Linked DNA regions of Drosophila melanogaster: region 2 is linked to region 1. A link is a contact called in public Hi-C data. All regions are on one chromosome and are shown on one strand. The core of a region is the stretch at or near the end of the contact, and the rest is flanking DNA. Distances in the headings are between cores, read along the strand shown. Region 1 holds the start of Gmppb (GDP-mannose pyrophosphorylase B). Region 2 holds the start of Tim17a2.

The links. Hi-C and Micro-C count contacts between places; a contact is called where the count stands out from the background.
Region 2: a contact with region 1 is called in a Hi-C map of the Kc167 cell line, with 2.3 times the contacts expected there. A contact is called at or near these places in 3 of 107 Hi-C or Micro-C datasets (the Kc167 cell line, the ML-DmBG3-c2 cell line and embryo) and 1 of 7 datasets of targeted methods (the Kc167 cell line).

The regions. Positions count from the first base shown.
Region 1 is chr3R:4,807,750-4,813,427 of dm6, forward strand. Gmppb (GDP-mannose pyrophosphorylase B) reads left to right here and starts at 3,695. Exons shown (of 5, transcript NM_001300235.1): 1 at 3,695-4,477; 2 at 5,511-5,678. It overlaps ctrip (circadian trip), which reads right to left and starts at 4,347. Exons shown (of 11, transcript NM_001300233.1): 1 at 4,234-4,347. It overlaps Hus1-like (Hus1-like,), which reads right to left and starts at 4,347. Exons shown (of 2, transcript NM_058078.4): 1 at 4,234-4,347; 2 at 587-1,525. The coding sequence starts at 1,510. The coding sequence ends at 674.
Region 2 is chr3R:5,260,375-5,265,321 of dm6, forward strand. It overlaps Tim17a2, which reads right to left and starts at 2,318. Exons shown (of 2, transcript NM_141267.3): 1 at 2,152-2,318. The region is part of intron 1 of Hph (HIF prolyl hydroxylase); the gene reads left to right. lncRNA:CR45793 (long non-coding RNA:CR45793) reads right to left here and starts at 4,137. Exons shown (of 1, transcript NR_133327.1): 1 at 3,383-4,137.

The DNA of each region.
Region 1 (5,678 bases), core at 2,445-4,944:
AATATGCATGGATACACGCTCTCTCGGCCACACATGCACACTCATGCAAGTGCATGGGCAATCCAGCTGAGCGAGTAAAATAGAGCCTCTGAGAGAGAACGCGAAATGGGGCCACGGCTGCTGACGAATGTGGGACAGGCAGCGAAGAGCGACGATAAAAAGAGCCGCCCCAACTTTCGTTCACTGATAAGGCCCGATATCGTTTAGGCAAACATTACTACTTGCAAACGACGTGAAAGGTTGCTTCTCTCCAAGAATTATTAGGTACATTCAAAAATGTATTGAAGATTTTTACTCAACATTCAAGTAATGCATCAATAGCCAAAAGGGTCCTAGCGAACTAAATTTTAAAATAAATATGCAAGAAGAAACAAACAGCGCTGGTAATGTGTTTTTATATACATACATATGTAAATAAATAAATATGACCCGCAGAATATCGTAGAACGTGTTCAATCCTGCTAGATTTACTAACAAGAAAAATTCTACATTAGTTGTAAAAGAGATAATTGTTCAAGCGATAACGCATGATGATGCGGATAGGGTCGCAAAAAGATAATTTAAATTAACATCGACGAGTTTTTCTGGAAAAGAATTAAGTGAGAACGTTTATTACACCTGAATACATCAAGTCGCATTTATTACAGCTATGATAAACATACCAGCTCTTAGGCTACATACAAACAGCTGGCAGAATAGAGTGCAGAACCACATCCTGTCGTACATCGATCTGCAGATGGATGGAATGCTCACGGTCAATGCCAATAGTCAGTTCTTCGTTAGGGAGTTGAAGTGCTCCAAAGAAGGCCGAGGCTTTCCTTGAATCCACAGAGCAGGACGCTTCCTGCTGGGATCCTGACACAGTTCGAATTAGTAATTTCTGGAATCGACTAGTCACAGTGGACATTTCAGAGGTGGCTATTACATTGAGCTCTCCGTCCACGTTGACCTGAAACTCCAGGCTGGGTGATATATTCTTCAGCTTGTCAATGAGACTTTTGAGCAATCTTAGGCTTGGTAGGCCCAAAGCCAACTGTGAGTTTGGAACTCTGGGTACAACGTAGGCAGACCAATCGCTGCCCGGGATTATGGTCACTGGAACATCGTGCACCACTTCACGGGCTTCTGTTGAAGACGACGTAAGCACCGAGGCTATTACCGAAATGCACGGAAACTGAATTCTTTGAAGCTTCAGTTTGCAGCTGTTTACGCCTCCACCACGAAGCACAGATAAAGCTCTTCCGAGATTCGCCGAAGACACGCCTAGAACTATGTACTCCTGATCCGGGTGAGCAGCCTCCATGCGATACTCCGGAAAATACTCCTCAGCTGTAATTCCTGCCCAAACCAAGGGCGATGCAGCGGAGCTCTGATCCTCGTTCACGATAAAATGCATCTGCCGAGAGCCCAGAATCATCACACAATCTTTCGCCAGCTTGGTTAAAGTGGCCACAATGGCCTGGAACTCTTTCATGTACAGCGGATCCTGCATCAGTGCGCGGAACTTCATCTTGTCAGCAAAGAACTGTACAAGATCAGAGCAGGATCGTAATGATCAGGAAATAAAGGGAGAAAAAAGAACAAAAAACAGAGTCAAGCCGGGCAACCAAAAACTAAAAAGGCATCCAAATCTACGCAGCGTTCCCTTAGGGTTGCCGTTCGCTAAATCTCAAATATTATACAAAATAGTTTTCATTTTCCATATAACCATAGCGCTGAGACTGAAATCTGGGCTATCCAATAACTGTAGAATTCGCAATTGTTAAAAATGCAACAATGCATAATGGTCATTGCAATATTTTGATTTATTATAAAAATCGATTTGTATGGAACAGGGGAAAAAGAGCTAACCCAAGCTCAATATTTCAGATGTTCAACAGTTTATAGTACACCCTAATTCAGAGGAATTGCATTAAATGCCATTTGTTAGCACTAATCCTATTTGAGACGACCCAATCAGTCAGTTGATATTTCGAATAAACTGTTTTGCCATTCTCGTAATATTTCATTCTTAGGAATTACACGGATTATTTATTTTTTGATCGGAGTCATTTACGTCCCACTCACTTAACATTTTAGGTAAGTCTTGGATCTGGGATGGACGTCATCTGGGTCAGCAGACGAAGCAACCTGATCAAAGGGTTCTAAGTTGGGATGAAGACGACGAATACGAGACGACTTCGGGACCCCTTTTCGGGTGGTTAATGAGGTGTGTGGACTACGGCACCAGAGGGAGGGGATGGGTCGGTTATCCGACTTGGTCTCCACTCGTTCTCACTCTTTTCTTTTCTTCTCGAGTTCGAATTTTTGAGTTCAATGTACAAAGGCGCACACACACACGGGCGCCAGCGAACCCACACACACAGCACACTCGCTCGTCCATCGCACATACACACGGCGAATGATGAAAACGGAAGAGGGAGGGGGAAGGGAAAGAAGAGCCAGGCAAACAAAGCGCAGAGCGAGTTCCGAGTTGTGTTTTGGCTCTTCTTTTCATTTATTTATTTGTATTTTTGTTGGTGGGCGAAGCGGTGAGCAGAGAGCAGGCTAAACGAAACGGAGCTCGACGAAATGAAGCACGCAGTCAGATACAAAGACTGCCTCGTTCTCCTTGCACACAAAGTCATCAAACGACAGACAGGATTTGTACGGCTCAAGTGTAGGGGCGGCTCCAGGGTTGGCTCCCGGGGCGGGGAGGGTGTTGCCAGGGGGCTCCGGGGGCGGAAATCAAATTATATCCCGTCTAGGGGGTCAAAATATTTCCTTTCGCAGTTCAATCAACCTTCAAGGTTATTGATAATGAAAATGAGCTCAAACGTTTATGCGTGGCAGAGTGGTTAGTGGATAACAAGAAATTTGGCAGTACCTCAGCGATTTTCCATTTGCTTTTAAGAGTTCTTTCAGAAATGAACTGGTACTTACCATATTTTGTTCTTTCCATACACATGGGTTGTTTGAGTTGCTGTATAAGTTGACAAAGCTAGTAATACTATGGCATCAGGAATGAAGGAAGCATACAAAAACTGATGTAATAATCCCTAAAATTCAGAAAAAGTACGTCACTGAGTTCTCCGGGTTGAGTTTTGTTCAGTGCAATGAGGGCTATTTTATGACATTTAGTAGGCCTTTTAGGAAGGGCAACTCTAGCTCGCACGACAGTGCTGCCTATTTGGCAATCAGCTGTTTATTTTTTCTCTTTAAAAATTGACCTATGACGTCACAGCAGCATAGCGAATTTCACAAAGAAGCGAAAAAAAATAATGGCTACACAAATATGTATATATATGTATCTGCTTTCTTGCTGAAACCCTCGCGTCATTGAAACGTATCTAAACGTATGTATCTATGTACATATGTACGTTAACAATTAAATATTAAAATTCAAACAAATGCTGGAGAGGGGAGGAAAGAATATTAAAGTGCTGAAAAGAGGCCAAAAATTGATCAGAAAATAAATATGCTGAGAATAAGAAACGTGATTGCCTTGCAGTCTCACTCACTAACTCACACACACTCACTCTAAATACATACATACATGCTAGCATGGATGGAGCACCACCCGCTGAAGTTTGCAGCATAAATAAAAGAGAAAGTAAAACTAAACAAGATGCGCTCGACCCCCACCCACCCCTTATCAAATAAAAGAAAATACCAACTCGAATAGAATAAAAAGACACACATACGTATTCATCAGTGGATAACCTACACGAAAGACGATCAAAATTGATTTGCGAGAAAATTCTATTCGTAAATTTATCAACTAACTATTTGGAAAATCATTCATTTGGAATTGTAATCACCTATGCACTTTGGTATAAGCTTTTCTGTGCACATTTTCCTGGAAAATGAATGAGACTCCTCGGCAGCCATTGTAAAAATCAATATTGGAGATTGCCCTCAGAAAAAAGTGCACTTAAACCCAGATGTCACTCAATCAAAAACTTCTAATTGGGAAAGCACAAATTTACCACACTTTTCCGAGCCTTCGAAAGGCATAAACCTTCACAAATCGGTGGGAAAAAGTAATAGAGGAAAATACAATTCGGTCGACATTTTGTTTTCCGTCTCGCTGGTGCCTATTTGAAACGTAAGCGTGTGTATGTGTGCGTATGTGTATCTCGTCTGAGCTCGGAGCCCCATAAAATCAGTGGTCAAATTACTTCTTCGTATCGCCATAGGCTCGCCTTTGCAAAGCTTTTTGGTCTCCATGGCGTCCGCAGCAGTCGCACTTACCTTTCAACCAAATGCAGAAGTTTTCTCTAAGTATGCACAGTTTTTATACACTCAGCAATTTTCACACGCGACGGAAAACAATGTGCACCAGTGAGACCGCGTCTTGCTACGAACGACTATCGACATCGAAAACCGATAACGATACCGATGGGGAATGCTTTGTTTATTTGAATGTGAACGATGCATTTGGGGCCTTCCGTTACCTTCGCCGCAGACCGCATTTGGTTTGTAGGCGATATGCATGGTAATTATAATTATAGTGATTTAATTAATTACAATTATAATTGTATTAATGTATACAGAAGTATACTTTATACATAAACTTACATTGAGTTGCGTTTTCAAGAATAAGTATTGCGAAACTTTTAAGTAAGCTATAAAAAGCTGAATTTCTACTGTACATTTTAGGATTTTCTTTTTGATATATTTTGAAATGTAGGGAATAGTCAAAACAGTAATGCCGTTGAAACCTTAGAAACCATCAACCCGTTTTGCTCTCTACAATATTATTCGGGAATGCTCCGGTAATCGAATTCGTAAGAAAATTTTAATTTGTAAAACGGCCTTTTAAAAAGTAAATGCCTTTTTTATATCAAATCAGATCTTATTAACTAAGGGGAAAAAATAGTTTGCTGGTCTATTGATATTTATTAATTGATGTTTATGTTCCACATCACCATAAGATCATTTTTAGACTTAGTTATATTAAACAAAAGTAATTTCTGACCCCACCTGAAATTTGACAAACAAAATTTTGCAGTTGGCAACAAAAAGTTTCGATTTGGCAAGTGTTCATAATTATGTCGACAAAAGCTATCAGGAAGACTGCTATACTATTGGTGAAACAATACAGTATAAACAGTATAAATGCATATAAGATGTAATGAAAAAAAATTCGTAATTAATTTAAAGGAGGGTCGAAAGTACTGTTCGTAAATAATACTATTTAATTTAATTACTTAAATGGACAAAGTGCAGTGCGAACATCGGAACTAAAACTGTGAAAAAATTGGTCGCTCCATTGTCTGGAATACAGCTTAGACATCTGTTTCCTGTTTACAAAACATTCCGATCGCAAAAATTCCGCGAAAACCCGAGCACCTAAAAACGAAGTCGAAAGATTTTGCCAAATCGTAATCGAAAAAATATTACTATTACCGGAACATGCCTGATTGTGGTCTTTAGATAGGTTATTTAATTTAAATTAAACTGAAAAGTATTTTTTAAGATTCTTCAATTTAACAAGAAATGAATTTTAATAAATTTTATTAATTTAGCGTAAAATGTTCGGTGGAATCCGGCTATCAGCGCTGCTGCGAGTGGGACGAAGCGCAATCATCGCCATCTTCCGATAGTGTTATCCCAACTTTGCCAGCTCGGTTTTTATTTACTTTCCTGTGCGGCGAGTTTACTCATAAAACAAATGATAATAAAATACACAAAGA
Region 2 (4,947 bases), core at 1,068-3,567, 450 kb after region 1:
TATGGCGTAGGATGACTTGGCGCACAGTTTCGTGTGACACAGCTAGGTGACATTCTTGCCTGATATCTAGAGCAAGTGATCTGACCGAGATTCGGGGGTTCGCAATCACTATTCGCATAATAAAGCAGTCTACACGCTTTTTAATTTTAATTTTCCGCCCACCACCACTCTTAGGTTCAAGCCTGCCCTCTTTTTCCGAGCCTTTTAAAACATTGTAGACGGTCTTACGGGATACAGGAAACATTTATACTAATTCTGGAAAAGATTTTTCCAACTGGTGGTTATAGTTTATTAATTGGGTAACTTCAAAAGTTAATCTCTTTCCAGGCATTTTATTAAATTTAATAATTCGCTTTAAGCACGTTTGATCAGCAAAATTTCACAAGCAAAGTCAACAAATTTCAATAGAAGCGTTGTAAAAAGCAATGCAAAGCCAAAAATAACGGAAAAATCGAGTTCGTTCTAAGAAAAAGAACAAAACAAAGTAGGAAAACAAAATGTGTAAAGAGTTTCTTGACAGTCTTAAAAGTGTGTAAACTTGGAATTCGTTGTTTATTTTCTTGTATATTTAATATTTTGAATTTGTTTTTTGATTTATAAATAAAATAAATATTGTTTAATTATATTATTTAAAAAAATTTCGTTTAATTAAGCAAAAAACCCTTAATTTTTAGCTTTAAAGTCAAAAATTCAACTTATTTCACAGTGTGTAAACAGTTTCTTGACAACGTACATAGATCGAGCAAAAACTTGTACAAGAAAAATGCCACTCAGATATTGATGAGTTATTTTCAATATCTTATTGAAAACATCCAAATGACTCGGTAGAATAGATTTTCTACGTTTTGGTGCAAGCTTATCTTGAATTTGATTAGCCATGATTTCACCTGATAACTAGTTATTAAATGTAACTGAACCAAGCACCGCGATTAGCTAGCCGACCGCACACTTGAAGTTGCGTTTGCAGTTTGTCCCGGAGCGAAATCTATAGCCCCAAATATACCCCACTAGGTGCATCCTCCTGCTCGTAGCCCCCTATCGTCTTCACTTGCACATCAAGTCAATTACGATAAGCGGTTACGTGCCCACTCCTGAGAAGCCTCACGAATCAACAGCAGAACATGACACAGCTGATGACATATCGCTCATATGGCGCTGAAGTTTATGGTTTTCGCGATCCTCAAGCTTCTTCGCAGCTGATTTATTGGTTGTTGATATACAGCTTATACTAGTTACCTCGCAAAAGGTCCTATAACACAAATCAAAACATTGAATAGCACTGCTAGATCATCTTAGATCGCTTGGGTGAATTAGTATAATTGTATTAGCCAAACCATGGCTCATTTTGGAACTGCTGCTGTTAAAGTATACACAAATCATATGATATAATATTACAGGTGTTCAAGGTAAAGCTTCCAATCCAATGGGGAACCAGGAAAGGACTCTTTAGGAGACAAACACTTGGTGTTGGTTTTAGATTGATGTCTGCACGTACTACATAGGCTGTCCGATATTCTCAGACGTAAAAGTTTAAAAATAGAAACAGTTTGTTTTCCCATTCAACTCATCGCATTGTCAGATGAGATTCGTAATTGCCCTGCGATTTGACTGTCTCCGGATTGCTAACATTCTGCTCCGAGATGGCACCTCTCGAGTCGAGTATTTATTTACCTTCGGCATTACGTGCCCGGCCGCATAGTGTATATGGCACCCATGCCCGATCTGATAGCACCTGCAATCGCAGCCGGACTCGCATTCTTCCGGGCGGAGGTGCTGACTTTGTAATTATTCTGTTGCGCAGTTTGTTGCGTCCAAATCTTTAATACTCGCTTATTTATTTTGCTTTGCACCCCGGCATTAACGAATACAACAAACATGAACCGCACACATCGGAGCACATATAGAAATTTGTTCGTAATTTTATCTTTCAGCCAATCCGGCTGAGTCATCATCAACCCCACACTGTGCAGTAAATTATTTTGTGTTCCTGGATGTGCAGTTGTAGCTAATAAGTGCAACATATGAACTAATTCAGATAACTTCCCACCCGATAGTTATGATATTTTCTTTTTACTTGGATACACAAATAAAAGCCTTCATTTTTCTATGTTACTGTTGCAAATCGATTTTGTCAGGTGCAGTATTTTCTACCTTCTTATCGCCCGAAGTGGGTGGGTGGTCCGTTCGGCCGGGAGGTCCGGAGCGTTTTGCCTACGTGCCGGGAATACGCAAGCGTATCGTTCAAATCGTGTTATCAGAGTTTAGCGAATGCCTTAGCTCCGAGATTTCAATCTGCGGCGGGATGTGTTGTTCTTTATCAAACAATTAGCGCAGTCGGACCGACGTGATCTCATTTCCAGGGGCTTGCAAAATTCCGTCATTGTTTAGAAATGTGCTAAAATACATGTGTCAAGCAACTTGCTGGGAAAAACAAACAATACGGTTGCGCAAAACTCGATGAACAGAAAAAGTCGAAAAAACCGCATCTTGTCGCCACCGAATTCCAATTTGAATCAGCAATATTGATAGGAAAAGTCAATATGGAATCAATCCATTCGCGGATAGTTTGCTCTGCTACTTTTTGATTTGCCTAAGATTCAGCCAGAATGCATTCACCTTAGCGTTGCTCACCTCATTTTTTTTCATTTCCGAACTTGAATGTCTAAATGTAGTTTTGAAAGCAGAGAAAGTGCTTTCCAGTTTAAATCAAATAAAGTTTATTTAGATCGAATATCTTGCGATGTGAACTATGCAACCATTGGAAACATTAGAAATATAAAACTATTGCAATGGTATTTAGTTTAAAAATATTCGTAAATTTCCTAGGGATTTCCTTAAAGGTTCCCCTTTTCTATTTATGTTATCCACTTCCAATTGGGTGTAAACCCATGTCTGTGGTCTCCTTCAGCTGTGTGATGGATTCCCAGTGATGGATCTCGAACCCAGTGCGAGCCCGAGCGAGCTACGTAGGCAGACGCACGTCACCAAGGTCGACTGCCACTCAGTGCGTGTGCGTCGCCACGCCCCTCTCCCAGGTGCTTCTCCGCCCACCAAAAGGGCTGCGAGTTGGTGTGGTACACGTGCCGCAGTCGCCGTTGTCGCACGTAATACATCACAGACAAAAAGGGCGCCAATCGATCATTACAATGTACACGAAAACGTGTTTGCACTAAAAGAAATCAGTTCAGTTTAGTGGCCATTTTGCTTCGAAACTGGGTTGTGTGGGACTTATTATTATTGTTAGCCCAAGGGTATTACCAAATAATAAATAATGTATAGACAGGACAGAAGATAGAATAATCTTTATTCCTATTCCATAAGATACTTTTGATATTTTTCGTTACCAATTTTATGACTGATTTATTTATTATATATATATATTATATTATTATATATATTATATATCTTGGTTACAGAATGTTGGGCAGATTTCTGGGATATTTCTTTATTTTAATGGCGCTTTAAAAGGTCTCCCCGATTTCTCTGCGTGCACGTTGTTTGGCGGCGACTTTGAACTGGGCCGTTGACCCAATTCTTTGGTTCGCACATTCGCCTAGCTTCCGCGTGCTTCCGCCGTTCTGTGCCTCATCTTCGTTAGTGTTTCTTAAGCATTTTTAGCAGATATTTGTATCAAACATTTTAAATATCTACATTATCGCTGACCTTCTCACACTCCCTTCGCTGGCGACCATCTCTTTCTGACTCACTTGGCTCTCGCATTAACGCCTGTGCGTGTGGCTTCTTTGCGTTTGTATGGGTCGCTCGCATGTGCGTGTGCCAATTGCGCATTGGTGTGTGTGCTGGGCTACGTGACGATTGTTGCGCTTGTCTTTCTGCCTTACTGTTTGCCTCCGCTTTTCCCCGCTTTTACGTTTGCAATTGGTTTGGCTTGGCAGAGAGTGTTTAAACTCTCTTGAAGGGCAAGCGGAACGAGTAGCTTCCTCCCGCTTTCTGGAACCTTGCGGGGTATCCGATCCCATAAATTGCACGTTCAGTTCGGTTTTTCGCTATCTGCAGCTGCCTTTTACCTTTTACCAATATGTACGTATTTTTCATTATTTGCTCTCACCTACCAAGGTGCTGCTTATCGCCTTAAGCGGCTGCTTCTCCTTCGATTATTTAGCTGCTTCCCAGGCCCCCAACTTTCTGATTTACTCGTAGTTTCATGGACGCTCTGAGATAGTGATGAACGGATTTGGGAGGCGGACAGAAAATAGCTAGAAAAATTTGGTTACAGCAAACGAACTACAATTTGTAGTCCAAACTAAACCTTTTCTACGATCTTGATGTTATCGTATTAAACGATTGTATTCCGAATCCGGGATAGACGTACAGTTCACCTTAGCCAATTTTGAACTGGGGTTTAAATGCCTCAAGTATTGCTCGTAGATGTCCATTTAATTTATAAACGTTAACACATGTTCGACTAACACACCAGAATTCGAGCACTCATAATCTAGTTTTTGGCCATAAAATAGCTAGATTGTTTTCACCTGCTCTTAAAACGCTCTGCCTCTCTCTCCTTCGTAACCAACGGTAAAGAGCGAGAGCGACCTGCTCAGCTGCCGCATTCGGAAAACGAACGGCGACGAGTGCGGTTCGGTTCAGCTGCTTCACATTTCACTTAAATTAGTTAACCGAAGCTGAGTAATACACAAACGTGACTAACTGTGCATAAACAAAGTCAAATCAAAACAAACATCTGCCAGTGAAACAAAGCGAAAAGTGAAATATATAGGCAGCCGGCCCCAACAAATGCAAACTGCAATAATACGTACCTCCCCACCAACACATTTGCACCTATATACCATATAATATAACCGCCGGTGTACGTATAACTCGCACTCTTTCCCTCTAAAATTCGAGGCTCCCCTTCGCATAAAACTCGCTGCAAATTATAAACTCCCTTCAGTTGCACGTGAAATTCTGGAGGAGTCGTTTGAGAAC